2 separate regions of the Sus scrofa genome follow, and region 2 is linked to region 1. A link is a contact called in public Hi-C data. All regions are on one chromosome and are shown on one strand. The core of a region is the stretch at or near the end of the contact, and the rest is flanking DNA. Distances in the headings are between cores, read along the strand shown.

Region 1 (2,700 bases), core at 188-2,687:
AAAAAAAAAGGACAGTAGATCCTTGGACAACAAGGGGGACAGGGGTGCCGTGTGGTTGAAAACCCACACGGAGGCCTGCAGAGACGCTCTGGAGAGCATCAGGGCTTCGACCTGGGTCTTTCGATGCCACACACGTGATCTCTAACCCAGCACAAACCTCCCCCACACTTGGTTCACGGAGAGAGCTGTAAAATGAAAATACAGGTACTACTTTTATCAAAAAAAAAAAAAAAATTCATGTATAAGTGGACCCATGAAGTTCAAGGGTTTGGTACCTCATGATGGGGGCTGTAAGGGCGTTCTTTGTACGATCCCATCGTCTTGGTTGTGTGCTTGAAATGCGTCAAGAGAAAATGCTGGGGGGAAAACGGACCTCCTGGGGTTGTTGTGAAAGGCACACGAGTACACGGCAGTGTGCGTGACGCGCCCGGGGCTGTGAGAACCCATGTGGCCCCTGCGTGTGAACAACAGGAATTTCACAGGAAGAGTCCAGGTGTGAGGGGCAGCGCCGCCTCACCCTGGAGAATCTCAGCGTCACCCAGTGGATTCCAGGGCCACCGAGGGCACCACGTCAATGCTCTTTGTTGCCCTGGGTGAATAAGTCTGTCATTTGTTGACTGAGCCATTTCTCAAGCAGTTACCATGGGTGGGTCGGAGGCTTGGTGACTGTGAAACGACCCAGGAGCAAGGACTGGCTGGAGGCAGGGCTCTGGTGCCATTTTTCAGACAAGGAGCTGGAGGCTGGGGCAGCCAGGTGCCCGGACCCTGGTGCCCACAGGCTGGGGACAGGGTGGGCCTGGGCTCAATCAAGTCCACCTGCCTCCCCCCGGGGACGGGTTTTCCACAGCTACTTCCCTTCTCTTGCTTGGAATGCACATCATGTGTAGAAAAATAAGGTGACTGATTTTCCCAAAGCGGCCAAGAAAGCCCATGCCATGTCTTCATCTCTCCCCCTTGGGAAATTTCCAGAGACTCTCTTCTTGGGAGGACAAAGAGTGAGGAACTGACTTTTCTCGTTCCCGCAGGCCGGGATGCGCAGCAGCTCCCCCTGACCGCTCGGGGCGGCAGAGCCGTGGGCCACTTGCGAATGCTTCACTCCTGGCCCCTGCTTTGCACTCAGCCAAGTTCACCGACAGGCAACTGGGTGAAAACGTAATTACCAGAAACAGAATCCAAGTGAGTGGCAATTCCAAGTAGAGCGTGGCACGTCCCCTTATCAAGTGACACACAGCCTGCCGCCAGAGGCTTGTCGATCTGATCTTGACGACGCCCTGGCGACCACGCTTATCTCCACACTCACTCTCCCGAAGGCCGCATTTGCATAGGACATTGCATAATTTCCTCTCAGAAGATGGCCCCGTTGAGCATGAGTACATAACGTTACCTAACTCTGAGGCGGCCGAATGGAATACTCGAGATTTCCGAGAAGAGATTTGAATACCTCAGCTCTGCGCTGTGCCCTGCAAGGTACACGGACGCGGAATCAATGTGGGGCCGGGCTCCCTCCTTTCTGCTCCTCAGAGGCCCAGCCTCCGCCGCCGCCGAGGGTGTGCTGGGCGTCAGGACCCCCTCCAAGCCCCCCGAGATGTCTCTGCTGGAGGCGGAGGCGGGGCGGGGGCGGTGGGGGGCGGGTGTCCCACCCCGGGACCTGGAATCGAGGCGCTGCTTTGCCCTCCTCCTTTCATTCTTCCACCAGTCTCTCTGCCCAGCATTGCCTGGTGACTGCCAGGTGCCAGGCACTTGGCTACAGGGATAAAGGAGGTCTCCACTCTGGGTGACCTTTATTTTTTTAAAATGATTTTTATTTTTTCCATTAGAGCTGGTTTACAGGGGTCTGTCCATTTTCTACGGTACGAGAAAGTGACCCAGTCACACATATATACACACGTTCTTGGTCTCACGCTATCCTCCATCAGGCTCCATCACAAGTGACTAGATGTAGTTCCCAGGGCTACACAGCAGGAGCTCATGGCTTATCTATTCCAGAGGCAATAGTCTGCATCTATTAACCCCAGACTCCCAGTCTACCTCACTCCCTCCCCCCCAATGGCAACCACAAGTCTGTTCTCCAAGTCCATGAGTTTCTTTTCTGTGGAAAGGTTCATTTGCAACATACATCGGATTCCTGAAACAAGTGATAGCATATGGTATTTGTCTTTCTCTTTCTGACTTACTTGACTTAGTATGAGAGTCTCTAATTCCATCCACGTTGCTGCAAACGGTATTATTTGGTTCTTTTTTATGGCTGAGTAGTATTCCATGGATGACCTTTCTGAGCCTCAGTTTCCTCAACTGAAAAATGGATACACTGCTGACTTGATAGGGGTTCTGTGAGGAGCAGATGAGATGGGATACAGAACCAGCCTACGATTTTTCCCTACACGGGGCACGTGGGCACAGCTCCTTGCTCCCTCTGGAGAGAAGGTTCTTGAAGACAGGGCCACATCTTCTCTTTCCCTCAGATTTCCTCTTTATGATACCTCATCAGAAAAGTACACAGGGGCGCTCTAGAGAGCGGACCCTGGCCGGGGGATCCTCCCTCGTGAGGTGGGGGTGGGGAGTGCGGTGGGGGGTGGTCCTCCTGGGAGAGAAGCTCACCGGCACTTACATCCTCGGCCCCGCCAGCGGAGGCATGTGTGCGGATCTGTGCCGCCGCAGCCGCTGGCTGGACTTCAGGGAGCTCTTCTGAAGAGGCTGACC
Region 2 (2,700 bases), core at 192-2,691, 120 kb after region 1:
AACGGACTCAGTCTTTCCTTAAGGGAAACATATGGCAATGTCTGGAGACATTTTTTGCTCATCACGACTGGAAACGGGGTGCTGCTGGCATCTAGTGGGTGGAGGCCAGAGATGCTGAACACCCTACAACACACAGGACAGTGCCCCCCCCAACAAAGAATTACCCAGTTAGAATTATCTAGATCAAGAGCATGAAATTGGAGAAATCCTGCTCTGGAATTATTCATCACCATCTTAATTTTTTTTTTTTTTTTTTTTTTTTTTGTCTTTTTGCTATTTCTTGGGCCGCTCCCGCGGCATATGGAGGTTCCCAGGCTAGGGGCCCAATCGGAGCTGTAGCCACCGGCCTATGCCAGAGCCACAGCAATATGGGATCCAAGCCGTGTCTGCAACCTACACCACAGCTCACGGCAACGCCAGATCCTCAACCCACTGAGCAAGGGCAGGGACCGAACCCGCAACCTCATGGTTCCTAGTCGGATTCGTTAACCACTGCACCATGACGGGAACTCCTTTTCTTTTTCTTTTTTTTTTTTGTGATCTTTTTTTTAAATCAGATTTATTGAGATACTTTACATACCAAAACTGCACCCTAAGTATACAATTCAATGCTTTTAGTGTATTCACAGAAGTGTCCACCATCACAGCCAATTTTAGAACATTTTTATCCCCTCCCCTCAAAAAAAAGCCCTACAGTCACAGGTAGTCACCTTCCATTTCCCCCGCCCCAAGCCCTAGGAAAACACTCATCTGCTGCTTCTATGAATTTGCCTATTCTGGGCATTTCATACAAATGCCATCAGACAATATGTGGAACCTTCCAGAGTGTGGAAGTCCATATTCCACCTACATGTAAGGGTTAGTTTTGTTCGTGTGTGTGTGTGTGTGTGTGTGTGTGAGTGTGTGTGAGTGTGTGTGTTTTTCATGAATGACAAAGGCATTTTCCCCCAGGCACCCTGTCACCTAATAGGCCCCCCGGGGGGTCACTTACTCCTCATCTGTCTGCACACAGTTATCGAGTTCGATCACGTGGCTCCCAATGAACCAGACCAGATTGGAAAAGTAAGGGACAGCGGTCTTGTCTCTGATATAGTGCAGCATGGCCTGGTTATCCACTGAGAAAAGGCACAAAAGAAGAAAGACAAGAAAGTCAAGCTACTAAAAATAACTTGGGGGAGATTAAAAAAACAACAACAAAACAAAACCACAATGAAAAAAGCCCTCGACTATAATCTGACTCTTTCTGTCTTTCCTGGAAGTACTTAAAAATGGTTACCTTATTCAGAAAACTATACTCAGCAAGGCAGTTTCATGCTATTTTTATAACTGATAACATTAATTGGGCTAAACGTTAACAGTGCAGTAGATAGCCCACTTAGCAGCAGTACATTTAAATAGTCTGCAATGGAAACCACTCCATTCTTAAGCAAGCTTCCTGTATTTTCATGTAAGGACACGTTAAGAAAGCGGAAAACCAGAAGTTATTAACTTACATGACACTGGAATAAGGAACACGGGAATCGTCATTGAAGGAAAGGCAAAAAACAGACAACAGTTAACAGGGTTAGGAGCTGGGAGGGGAGGCAGCTGCTCAGGGGCAGAGGGCTGGGGCAGGAGAGACGCGGCTTAGAGGACAGAGAGCAGGCGGCTACGGTGGTGGCGGCAGTGTCGGGACTGGGGCTCAGACCAGGTCGCAAACACAGAAGCCGTGGGCTGGCCAGGGACTCGGTGAGACACTGGCAGGCCAGGCGGGTACAGTGGGGAGCACGGGCCTCCACCCCAAAGGTAGCAGCTGCTTCTGGCGCCAGCTCAGCACTGCCCTGCGGCCCTGGAGAGCCACATCTACACCTTCAAGGCAGTCATCTGAGACCTCCCAAGTTTTAAATACTGACAACTCTATCTTTTATCAAAAAATATCTAAGCCGCATAAAACCTGTCTGAGAGCTGGGTTCGGCCCTCAGGCCCTGAGTTTGCGACCCCTCGAGGCTCTTAGAAAGGCTCTCCAATTTAAGGCAATCCCAATCCCAGAACTAGGCTGGAGTGAGTTCCCGAGGAGGAGTTCCCGCCCCCTCCCAATTAGGGGGCGTCTCAAGTAATCACCTCGTTAACCCTCAAAAGTCAAAGCATCTGGTCCCTGAGAAAATGGGGTCCCAGCTCCAATGTGGTGACTACATGGGAAAGAACCCCCGTGCTGGGCAGAAAGGCCGTCGCCTTGGAGGGCAATTCCAGCCAGCCTTTGCGCTGGGGCGGGCAGGAGGCCCCGGAAGGGCTTTCTCCTGGAGGCAATGATTCCATTCAGGCACTAAGTGTTTCTTGGAAGAAAGGAGGAATTTGTTGTTGGGTTTTGCAGCCGGTTGAGAATACAAGACTGCCCCCTGCTGTTTGGGATGTGAAATGCTTTCACACATTATTTAAAGATCACACAGCCCCTGGCTGTACTGAAGTATATTTTAGAGGCTGAGGGGCAAATATTTCAATCTCACAATTCAAAGACAGCTTTGCTTTCTCTAATTATCCTGTGGATGCTCTTAGGGTACTATGACTTGTACGTATCAGCATGGAGACTTTCACGCACAGAACTAAGTGTGCGCAGAGAAGGCAGTATTCGTGCAAATGGGGTAGCTGAACGTTCGGCCAGGAGAACTTTTTGTAAGGCATGCAACCTCTGCTATAATAAGCGAGCTTCCTGTTACCCCGAGA

What was found. Hi-C and Micro-C count contacts between places; a contact is called where the count stands out from the background.
Region 2: a contact with region 1 is called in a Hi-C map of alveolar macrophages, with 2.6 times the contacts expected there. The contact joins two enhancer-like sites. A contact is called at or near these places in 4 of 47 Hi-C or Micro-C datasets (alveolar macrophages, blood, fetal skeletal muscle and 1 more) and 2 of 2 datasets of contacts at active chromatin or transcription factors (alveolar macrophages and skeletal muscle).

Annotation. Positions count from the first base shown.
Region 1 is chr3:32,005,919-32,008,618 of Sscrofa11.1, forward strand. The region is part of intron 20 of CLEC16A (protein CLEC16A); the gene reads right to left. Among named protein-coding and RNA genes, the nearest start is that of SOCS1, 130 kb to the left of the region's middle. Within about 2 kb of position 1,438, at least 10 of the 83 cell types and tissues checked have an H3K27ac peak or open chromatin away from gene starts, as enhancers often do. A contact at or near this core is called in alveolar macrophages, where this site is marked.
Region 2 is chr3:32,124,225-32,126,924 of Sscrofa11.1, forward strand. It overlaps CLEC16A (protein CLEC16A), which reads right to left. Exons shown (of 25, transcript XM_021086617.1): 6 at 1,494-1,499; 7 at 992-1,115. Among named protein-coding and RNA genes, the nearest start is that of CLEC16A, 33 kb to the right of the region's middle. Within about 2 kb of position 1,442, at least 19 of the 83 cell types and tissues checked have an H3K27ac peak or open chromatin away from gene starts, as enhancers often do. A contact at or near this core is called in alveolar macrophages, where this site is marked.